Regions from separate parts of the Danio rerio genome. Here region 1 is linked to region 2. The links are chromatin contacts, called in public Hi-C maps. All regions are on one chromosome and are shown on one strand. Each heading gives the region's core, a stretch centred on a gene start, on an enhancer-like site or on the middle of the called end of the contact. The rest is flanking DNA. Distances are from core to core; before and after follow the strand shown. Region 1 holds the start of wdfy4 (WDFY family member 4). Region 2 holds the start of tmem72 (transmembrane protein 72).

The links. A called contact is a pair of places that touch in the nucleus more often than the background predicts.
Region 1: a Hi-C map of hematopoietic stem cells shows a contact between it and region 2, with 2.1 times the contacts expected there. The contact joins the promoter of wdfy4 here to the promoter of tmem72 in region 2. A contact is called at or near these places in 2 of 18 Hi-C or Micro-C datasets (hematopoietic stem cells and an unstated tissue).

The regions. Positions count from the first base shown.
Region 1 is chr13:34,466,142-34,472,545 of GRCz12tu, reverse strand. wdfy4 (WDFY family member 4) reads left to right here and starts at 3,375. Exons shown (of 63, transcript XR_012388779.1): 1 at 3,375-3,495; 2 at 4,397-4,642. si:ch211-223a10.1 reads right to left here and starts at 2,231. Exons shown (of 10, transcript XM_068213074.2): 1 at 1,978-2,231; 2 at 179-314; 3 at 1-35. The coding sequence starts at 16.
Region 2 is chr13:34,104,122-34,109,866 of GRCz12tu, reverse strand. It overlaps tmem72 (transmembrane protein 72), which reads left to right and starts at 1,638. Exons shown (of 6, transcript NM_001328086.1): 1 at 1,638-1,931; 2 at 4,502-4,568; 3 at 5,646-5,717. The coding sequence starts at 1,862.

The sequences.
Region 1 (6,404 bases), core at 2,126-4,625, 360 kb before region 2:
GCATCATCTTGTACATGATATAAATATTGCCATTTCTGTAACACAGTAATAACACAGTACAGTAAGCCCTATTCATAGGAAACCGCCGTTATTATCTTTTAGAGGAAGCAATATTTTGTGATGGATGTTGTAATTAAATTCACAAACATCAGCTAAAGGAGGGCCGGAGCTACTGTACCTGCAAGCAAAGTGAAAAGGGGTTTGTCCTGCATCACAAGGGATGTTTGGATCAGCACCACTGTTCAATAGAAGTTCAGCTACGGCACGATTTCCATTCAGAGCAGCAAAGTGTAGGGCTGTAAAACCTCCCCAACCTGGCAAAAGGGGAGAGGTTTACAAGACATTTATCAAATGTCATCTGTATTTATCATTAGTCATAAAAATGTATAGTCAAGTCCTTTCACATTACAGAATTTCATGATGCTGATGCACAACTGTTCACAAAGAGCTGGCTGATAGTATAGTTAATATATATTGAGAAACCAAATAGAACTAATAGCGGTGATTCCTACCTATTTAGTATGTCTAAATACTGTTAATAATGTATTAAACTTATAATTAAAATGATATATTTTAAAGACATATATAATATTAAGTAAAATTAGGGGTAAATGTTATGAAGATATATTTAAATACATCTTTATATTTCCTATTCTTCAATTTAAAGCAAACTATTTTCTATGGAATACCATTTTACTTGTAATTATAATTGGATAGGATTTTCCTAATTTTCACTTTTGATCTAGTTTCCTTGTTTAGGCAACAACAAAAGGCATTTCTATATGACATATTTTAACAGCAAGTGACATAATTTTGATGGGAAAACAGTGGAGTCTGAGCAAGTATGAAACAAAACAAATAAATACAACGCTGAAACATTATCTTAGCCAGCATTTCATTATAAAACATGATATGATCTTGAATATTTTGATAATTTTTTTATGTCTGTAACTTAACTAATTCAGTAAATGCTAACATGTTAAAATAGTTGTAAAAGAAATTAGTGAATAACCAATCAACTTTTATACCATTCTATACCTGCATAATCAAAATAGTTATTTTTTTATTTACATTTTAAAAGATATTAACATAACAAAATGTACTTTATGCTGAAACAATTATGTAATTACTTGCTAAACAATGGCTGACTTTAACTACACTCATCATTTAGAAAATTTTACAGAGAATCTGAATCAGCACTGCCTTCATTCTCTTATGACTGATCATATTTCAGTAATTATATATATATATAAACAGTTTATACAAACTAAACTGTTTGTTTCTGTTTTAAATATATTATTATTATTACAATTAAGAAAAATAACATTATTCTGTATGCTGTGCCGAGTATTTTTTCCAAATAAAAATGTAAATGTATTAGGTGTAACAGGTGGTAGAAACAGACTCAAACTGTTAAAATAGCACATAAGTTCAGAAATACACAATAAAGTAAACGATATGTTGGTGATAAGAGTAACGTTAGAAAAATGAAGTGAACAGGATGAGGAAGAAGAAAGTGAAATGTTAACCAGCGGATCAGTACGATCTCTTCCATTATCATCTGTTACTGTGGAACAGCTTCTTCCATCTTTAAAACACAACTCTCACCTTTTTGTTTCAGGACTCCTCGATCCTGCTGTAATAAATGGGAAACTCGATCGATCTCACCCCGCTGAACCGATTCAAATATACAACTTCCTGAAACCTGCAGCATTCTGCCAACCGTTCATTTACGCCTTCTTTCGGCCGAAGAAACCCATGGCTAAGTGCAAGATATTCATTATTTAATGATATTTGAATAATTTTGTTAGGTTCCTGCAGCCAATAGGTCTCGGTCCATTATAATACCGTTAGATAATCAATCATCCGATCCGACAAAACAGCCAATCTGATAATATGTAAATATACAGATCTGATTTGAGGAAAGCCCCGCCTTCTGTGGGTGGATTCAACCAATCGACAGAATGTATGTAATACCTTAAATGTCCTCTAGTGGATGCTTAGTGGCCCAAAGTACTCTCCATTAGAAATGCATTCGGTGTTTTCACTCCTCTGCAGACGTCTATAAGAACTAACTTATTGATTAACGCCATTGAAAAATGAAATTTCTTATTAAAATATATTTTTAAAAAGTAAGTAAATAAATAAAGATTCAGTTGCCTGGGTAACGTTAATTACATAAAACTTCCGCCGGTAATACCCGCCCATTATTTATTTCCTGTTTCCGTATTAGCGTCAAATTTAAAGTAAATTCATTCATTCATTCATTCATTCATTCATTCATTCATTCATTTTCGGCTTAGTCCCTTTATTAATCTGGGGTCACCACAGCGGAATGAACCGCCATTTAAAGTACAACCTATGTAAAATAAAAAAGCTGAAACAATTTCTAAGTTACATGTTTATTTTAGCAAGTTTTTCATAAAGTTATGTTACCTTTTTGTCGGACTAATGTGGCTCGTACTGTCTTTATGTCTGTCCTGTAACACATCTTTTTACATCTGTTCCTGACCATGCAAGACAGAACGCATGCTGGTATTGTTTTTTTTTTTTTTTTTGTGCTGAAGTAAACCAACCAAAATCCCATTCTCAGATAATTTAACCTATGGAGTCAAATCAGGGCCTTTTATACTTGAAACAAAAAATAGCATCTTGATCAACAGATCAGTAATCTTAAAATCACATGGTAAAAGATATTCTAATATTGTATACATATTTAAGCTATTATTTCGTTTAGTCATTAATTTTTAACTGTTCTTAAAAAAAATAATGAATGTATTTGTAACTAGGCATTGATAAAACTGTTTTATTATTGCTTGGGGTTTCACTTACTTTTATCTTAGTGTTTATTTTTTGTGACATTATTAGTTTTATATAATAAATCGATTAATTCTCTGAATTTTTAATTTAATTTACATTTTTACTTTTTTTACGGACTCCATTGTGTCTTTTTCATATTTGGACCCCAGATAGCCTATTTAAAATCCTCTCTATATAATATTTTTTGTAATATCTCAACTCACCACAAGATGTCGCCATTGCTCTTTGTTTGAATTATTTACGCTCTGTCAATTATCAGAATCACTTTAAACACCAGAGGGCATAGACACTATCTACATTTCCTCAGACAATTTTTTTTTTTTTTTTGATTGGTCGATTTAGAATATTCATTTTGGAATAATACAACTAATGCAGCCCTGTTGATCTTCTGCTGTGTGGAAAACACACGCACATATGTGCGCTTTGAAAATACTTCTGCTTTTTTTACTAGGAAGTGAAGCACATGACCAGGCGCAGCTGATGTCAGAGTTTCACATTGTGCAAAGTTCAGCCAGCCGGTGTGGATAAGGCAGATTAGGAGGCATGTATGAACTGGCCATTCACTCACCGAGCGTTGTTGTGACATGGGAAGCCAGAGGAAAGCCTTCTGTCCAGCCATAAAACGACGTACACAAGCCTTGTCAATGACTTGAGATGCCACCTACTAAACAACAGGTACGTTTTAGATTGGAGCATACTGAACTGAAGTATCACATAATACTTTCAATGGTTAATTCCTTTATACTGCATATGCAAACATCAGATGTTGACAGCTTTATTTTGAGAGGTCGCCGTTTATTTTGGGGCGTGAGTGTTTTACTGTAAGTGCATTTAAACCTGTTCTGTCACCTGGAGACTCAACTTAAAGGTAGAGATAAACAAGGAAGCTTGCTTGATTTTAGCTAAGTGTTTCATAAGCCTCATTTGTTTGCCATCCAACTGATTTGTTTGGTCAGATTTCATTGCATAAGAGCCAGGGCGACTGCTAAAGAGCGTCAAGAAACGTTACTGCTGTTAAGGCTGTAAATAAAATAAGAAGATGACATTCAAGTGTTGTATTTAGATAGTGAATGAATAAACTAGTGAGGGACTGTGCAGTGCAAATATGTCATTTATTCTGGAATGCAAGTTGTCCTCCCTGTAGCAAAACAAGCCCACATCTTGACATCACAAGATCACATTAACGTGTGAACAGCTGATTGTAAGATGCAGGAAAACCCACTGAATTACTGCTGTGATTTGGCAATTGAAGGAAAGCAGTTAAAGATCAGTATTTCATTGTCAAACATTTCCTTTTCTACGATTTTGCATGAGATTTTAATAATGAATATGTTTAAAAGTTTTAGATAACTCAAGAGAGTGTGTTTTATCTTAAAGTTATGGTACTGACCAAGTACCCTAAAGATCTGTACTGTAGTAGCCCAGATATTTCTTTTGGGAAGAATTTGATGGATAAAAATCTAAAAAGGTTGTTTTCGTGGCACATTCTTGAAGATCCAGTAAATGTTTTGAGATGTTTTATCTGTATCGACAGTAAGTGTCTTTGTGTAATTTTATTTATTTTTATTTTTTAAAGGAGCCGGATGCGGAAATGGACAGAGTCAGTAAGGAGAATGGGGAACTCAGCGCATCAGGGGAGAGTGCAGAGAGCATAGAACTGAAAGCCAGCCAAATCAACAGTGATAAAAATGAGGACCTGAAAGAAGACAATGATCTAGAGGAGGTTCTGAGAGAGCAGCTAATTCAGCTGGATACTATAAACCAACAGTCACCAGAACAAAGAGAGCAAGAGCTCAGCCGACTCCTGCTTCTGTTCATTCAGGTACAGTAAATCAGTGGGACAACTGAATAAAAATGTTGGGGCGCAAATGTTATTTAATCACAGACACAACTTCATATTATACATGAGCATATCACATGAGTAGCAGTGTGATATGGCTGGATTTCGGCACTGGTGGGAGTTGGGCCTTACGCCCCATTCACACGGGGCTTCAGAATCAATGCTTGACTGAAGGCGTGTCTGAAGCCGTGCCAATCAGGTCGCTTACTGCAAATACACCATTTCAAACAGTAGCCTATTGCTGACTAATTAAATTGGCTGACACTGCTATAATGATCGCGTCAGCCAATTAAATTAGTCAGCAATAGGCCACTGTCTGAGCTGGTGTATTTGCAATAAGGCATCTGATTGGCTGACGGTTCCTTTGGCGCTTGAAAAGTTGAACAAGTCTCAACTTCTGCAGCAAGCAACGCCTCTAAAGCGGTGCCGATGGATCCACAATGCATTTTGGCAACGCCTGATGTCACCCATTTAAAATGAATGGAAAGTGTCTCACCAGTGATGATATACAACCTTATCGCACTGCTACTCATGTGATATTGCGCTTATACAACAGTTCGACAGCATAATCGTGTGTATAAAAAAGAAAATCAAACAAGAGAGTCTTAAAACCATTTTGTATGAGGAACTACGTTCTTCCCATTCATAAACATCTGCAGCTGACGTCGAAAAAGCAGAAACCGTTGCTACTTCACCAACGTCACTTTAGAGCAAGTATTGAAAGATTTTCTTGCCTAATGTCTAAAATGAGGACTGTTGCTCCCATTTTAATATTATAAGGCTGAACAACAAGAAATGCCATCAATCTACAGAGATTTCCCAGTATTTCTCTGCTGCAATCAGATCACAATAATTATCCCCGAAAAAGCCAAAGCAGCACAAACACTACCAGATTACTGTTGTTTTTGCGATAAGGAAAAATTTTAAACACTTGCAGGCATTTCTTTTTTCTTTCATTTTACTGAACTAGTAACTAGCAGTAACGAAAACATGAGATTCATTAGAAACAAACAGATGGCCAAGCAAAAAGTAATTCAGGGTTATACAAAGAGTGGCCAACACAAAATGCATACATTCCTGATATGTGAGTCCCGTCTCACACTCAATACACTACAATACCTACGGTATAAATACAGCACTACTACATACAAAAGAGAGAGAAGGTCACTCATCAATTTTATGTTTTGATCAGCTGTAGTTTGAAAATACGCCAATCTTTTTTTTCCCTCTAAATGCTTACTATGCGTTCTCTGCCATCATCTTGTGGCGGAACTTCAACCATCTTTGGTCTGCTCAAAGACAAAAATAGGCACTATCCTTATAAATAAACTGCATAGATGCAATCTAAACAACCACATTCTCACCTAAAAACTCTCAAAAGTATATTATGTTGTCCAACAGCTGCAATATTTGTCAAACTGTAGTGAGTTTATTGATCTGCTGTCACACTGTGTAGGTGGATTAAGACAGAAGGGTGAAGAGGCTGTAAGAGTTCTGATATTGCAAAATATCAGACAGCTATCTGCCATTCAGATTCGAGAACCAGACAGAACTGTTGTATAAATAATATTATCTAAAGATATGTAACAAACACAAGCACATAAATATGACAAATTAAGGCAACTCCAAGAAATGAGAAGAAACAGATTATCTTAAACCGTTTAAAAATATAGTACTGTAACGGCAATACACAAAGCGATACTGAGTATAATTTCACCAGATGATTCCAACGGCTCTATTTAGA
Region 2 (5,745 bases), core at 389-2,888:
TATGTATAAATTTGTTATAAACGGGTTGTTTTTGTTCCAGTCACATACATTAAATGTTTAAAAATTAATTAAATATGGTACTGCTTATATTATTTCACCATCTGTACACCAATATAAGTATTAAATGTGTCCGTGGGTGGGGCTGTGTTGGCGTGGTAATGTGGGCTGGTATGGCAACAGTGCCAGGACTAATTTTTTGTCCCAGTCCGCCCCTGGCTGTGAGATTGTTTTGATAGTTCATAAAAAACATATGAACATTTGTATTTATACAGAACATTTATTTTTTACATTTCATTTATTTATTATTTATATGTAAAGTGCAATCTTGCTTGTACAATTACTCTATTGTACATTTCATATTTCTTATGTTACCATAAATATGCAAAACATACTAAAAAAAAAAAAAACGACTATGAAAAAATGTATTCTTGGTGGACATCTTATTGCTCTTGTGGATCAAAGATGATAATTGTTTGATAATTGAATGGATGGTTTTGAGTGTGATAGCTTACATGATGAATAATGATTGAGAAGTTATGAAGAGTTTGACTCTTTTAATGAGAATGGACTCATCAGTGTTGATTAACAAGTCATATGAAATTAGTTTTTGTCTAAACTACAGACAATTGTACTTATTGTTTGCACACATGTGCCAAAGCATTTGCACTTTGCTTTAATCAAAAAGAAATTCCACTCTGATGTGAAAGTAATACTTTCATTTGAAAAATGAGCCAAAGCAGTTGAGAAAAACTGTTATTGTATCTTTTGTTCGTTTAACGCTTATATTGTGAAATTTGGGTTATTTCACAATATACATTGCATTATATGTATTGGAATGTGGCATATGTTTGTAATGATGCAAACATATGTTTAAGTTTGAGTACACATGTTTATTTTGCACATACAGTTGGGGCGATGCGGTGGCGCAGTAGGTAGTGCTGTCACCTTACAGCAAGAAGGTTTCTGGTTCGAGCCTCAGCTGGGTCAGTTGGCGTTTCTGTGTGGAGGTTGCATGTTCTCCCCGCGTTTGCCTGGGTTTCCTCCAGGTGCTCCGGTTTCCCCCACAGTCCAAAGACATGCAGTACAGGTGAATTCAGTAAGCCAAATTGTCCGTAGTGTATGAGTGTGTATGGATGTTTCCCAGAGATGAGTTGCAGCTGGAAGGGCATCCGCTGCGTAAAACATATGCTGGATAAGTTGGCAGTTCATTCCCGTGTGGCGACCCCAGACTTATTAGTGTGAGGTCAGTCAGTCATTCATAGTGTATATGAGCTGAGAGCAGAGCTCATTATTATGCATGACCCTTCCAAATAAGGTAAAAACTGAGCTTTTCATTCTAGGGCCTTGTTTCTACATGAGCTTGTAAAGCTGTTTATTGATTTTTTTTTATTTTATTTACCTAAACCTTACCTAAACCAAACAGCTTCTATGTATATGTCAGAGAACAACTTAAACATAATGCATTCCATGTGACCTTTAAATCATAATCAAGGACTCATTTAGTGTCGTGTGCAGAATTATGCGTTTTCCCTTAGGGAACATGTGTTGTTTGTGCTCTTTGGCTAGTCAGGTAATCTTTAACTGAGAAGTTTTTTTAGTGTTTGGTCTCCTCACCTTGAGAAGAGGTGGAATGTGGCAGAAACAAGCAGAGGGTGGTCATTGTTATTGTGTTAGGCTGATTACTAGCATAAAATCTGCTGTGGGATGCAGACTGCGGCTCAAAATACCAGATTACTTACCATGCAGCTGTGCTGGCACTGCCATCTTTGACTTTCTTTCTAAACTGTCAAAAAATAAACTATTGATAGAGAACATTAGCTGTAATCAAATGTGCTAAAGGCAAAAGCATCTCATTTCGGCCATGAAGGGCTCAGCTTTGTGGGTAATTGTGGAATGTTCCTGCAGAGTACTCGGCATCTCCACTGCAGCAGGTAGGACTGCATCTTTGTTATTTTTTTGTTGGCCTCTAATTCTTCAAGATAAAAATATAGGTAACACTTTATAATGGAATTGTGTTAATGCATTTACTAACATGAACAAACAATGAACAATAATTACAGTACTTATGTTAGTCAACGTTAGTCAGATCATTGTTAATTCATGTTAACTCACAGTGCATTAACTAATGTTAACAAGCACAAATTTGAATGTTATTAATGCATTAGAAAATGTTGAACTATGATTAATAAATGCTGTACAAGTATTGTTCCTAATTTGTTCATGTTAGTGACTAAATTAACTAATGAAACCTTATTGGAAAGAGTGACCAAAACATGTTTCACCAGTTGTAAAGAACATAGATTAGCATTAGCCATTGAATTATTTTGCCATGGAACTGTTGTTCTGAAATCTGTAGTGGATCTTGTGCTAATTACCAACATGACCTGATTTAAACCGGAAAAACTGCAGTTTTTTTTTTCCACCAGTATATGCTAATCCACCACAGGGAGTAAATGAATGTTTAAAGACTTTTTTTTTTTAATGAGTAACAGTGAAATACAGATGACTGATATTCCTGTCAAAGATTGCATTGTTAGATGTTACTGCAATCATTATTACAGTTTAAATAAATAATAATGGGTTTTGTTTTCTGAAAAAAAAAATGAGACTATGTTCTTTTTTATTTAACATTATTTTATATTTCCCACTAATAATGAAAATAAATGTTAATCTAATTTCTAAGCATTAATTCCCAACTGGTGTTGTTAATTACACTGTAAAACCCAACAGTCAACTTAATCAAATGAAATGACTTAATTTAATAAAAGTTAATTCTACTCATTTGAAAAGAGTTTTGAACTCAATATCGAAAGTAATGACATACTCACATAGATGCATTTTTACCTCAAATAGTTTGTTGCAATCGGTTTCCTTAAATGGTTTGAGTTGCCTTAACTTACCGGGTTTTACAGTACTCAGTTGGTTTGAGTTCTCTTTATTTATTGGGTTTTACTGTGCTCAATTTGCTTCATTTACTCAAATGGTTTGTTGCAATCGGTTTCCTCAAATGGTTTGAGCTACCTTAACTTATTGGGTTTTACAGTGTATTACTATTAAACATTTTACTATTAAAAATCAAATGGTTTGTATTCAATTTACAAATCTGAAGTAAATGTTTAATTCATGCTTATGATCCCCACCCTCAATTTGCCAGGTTTAAACTTTCTTTTTATTTATTTATTTATTTATTTTTTGCATTGCACAGTGAACTGGACAGCTGCGGTGTGCATGGGGCAAATCTGACATCTTGTGGTCACAAACAAAATTGCAAGCCTTTTTTATGTATAAGATTTAATGTTATGATATCTGTAACTAAATTATTTCTTGGTTGATGCTTAACAATTACATAATTAATACTTTACAGTTGTACATTTAAAAAACACAATACTAACACAAAAATAATAATATCAAAAATGTACTTGTTCACAAAGGGCAACAACACACTTATAAACATTTAAAAAGGCATAAAAACAATCTGTGTTATGTAAACATGGAAACATGTAAATAAAGTAAATGAGGTGAGCAAAGTACATGATGCACACATGCTTTTCCATTTATGCCTTTAAATTATATTTAGGCATCTCTTCTCTGACGTTTGATGTTGAAAATTTAACATTGCAGTGTAACAAATGTCTAGGACCAGACAAAATCTGCGGACATTTTTTTTTGGTATTTCTGCAGATAATTTTGTAAAAAAAAATCTGCAGACTTATGCAGAATTATTTTAGAAGTATCATAACTAAAAAAAATTGTTAAATAAAAATAATACCTTTTTAACTTTTATTTCTATTTAGATCTACTTATTTGGTAAACAAAGTAAATCTCTCATATAAATCTACTAAAAAGCAGAAAATATTACTTCACAATCTTTATTGTAAATAAATCATATGAACATTTGAATATTACTATTAATATATCATAATAATATTAGTGAAATTAATTTAAAAACTGAATAAAAATAAATTTACACACATTTACATAAGTAAATACATAGCTTTATAATGGGCTAAACATCTACGTATTTTTGCACATGTGGGCCTACAAATGTCTCATCATTTTTTTTATTAGGTTTTAATAGTTAGAAAAGGAATTGATGTTAGTTTTAATAGAAACTGTTTTGGTCATGTGGGTCTCCTCTGATAATTTGGTGACTTAAAAGCAATAAATCCATAAGGAAAATGTCCAAAAACACATGCACACAAACAAAATACTGGTTTTAATGGTCATAATTTTGAGGTTTGGTATAGTTTTAATATCATTTTTGGTGAAACCTTTAAAACTTTCTATGATGATTTCTTTTGTTGTTTTCAGCAGGGTCTTAGACATTGTTTTAAAATGATACATTGATAGTTGGTCAATTGTGCAAGAAAACCAAGTGGGTTTTCTGTTATGTTAAGGAGTTTTCACAGTGATGACCAAAATACTACTTTAATCTCCTCTGATTATGACTCCTGCAGGTTGAGGTTACAGTAACATGAGTCCTGTGTGTTTGTGTTGTCAGTTTTGTGTGCAGTGGGTATAGAGACTCAGAGTCAGGGAGAGTTCACCAGTTTGGCCGTTTATCTCCTGTGAGTATCAAAACCAGCACCAACTTCATTCATAGGCAGTTTTTTCAGACTTGTCTTCATGTTAGGTCTGTTTTCATCTATACTTCAATGAACAACTAAGTGAATTTTACAGATACAGATGTCTTAATTTAAGAGAATGTAATCTTTTTTTTCTTTGTAACATTATGCTTTGTATTTTTATTATAATAATGATAAAGAATAGCTTTGTAGTTTTGTCAAATTATGGATGTGGGGTGTTGTGTGTCCAGACTTTTTTTTTATGACTATTGTGTACACATACATTTTTGTATTTAGTCAGTAGTGTTGACTTTGGCTGGAATTGTCAGGGTTTTTGACGCCGGTCATAGGGTGGTGTGTTCCGAGATAATTCATAAATGATAAACGTGATGCCATACCACAGTCTGCCCAAACAGATTTATTGGTACTATGGCAATGTCCTCAAGGAGCTGAACACAACTGCTAAACAAACAAACAGAGGACAGATCATCGTCCTCAGGAACATGAAGCCCACTGTCTCTGCATTTCTAACTATAGCTGGCAGTACAGTAGCACCTCATGGGAATTACACACAGATGGAGGCAAACAGGCCTCTTGTCCCTGAGGATCTGCTCTTTCTGGGCTCACGGCCAGACCAGAGAGGTTCTGCATGAACAACAGAGAGAGATTTCCATGGGGATTAAACATAAAGTGGTTGTTCACATGCATGAACTCCAGAATACCATAAACAGCCTGAAATGTATGATCAAATAACTGCTAAATGGTAATGAACCTGTACTGTGTCTATGGATAAAAGAAATAAGAAAGAACAAGTCAATAAAGTTAACTTGTTATAAAGTTAACTAAGTTACTGTATAGTGAATCAGGAATTTTTAGTGTAAAAACGTGCGAGACTGTACTTTATTGTATCTTTTAGGATATAGTGGAGAGTGATGATAAGAATAATAGATACAAATTAAAAATAAATAAACAACAAAACAAGTGAATTTGCAAAAAAAATTGACTTTTTTATACCATTGTCTGGCTTAATTGTTGAGTATTTTTTTAAACCACTGCATTGCTTTTGTTTTTTTCCCCTAGACTGTCCTCGCTGGTGATTATGATTTTTGAAGTCGCCTATTTTATTGACGCTCTGTTGGCTACATGTCTTCCGTGGGTTTGAACAAATTGCACAGGAATC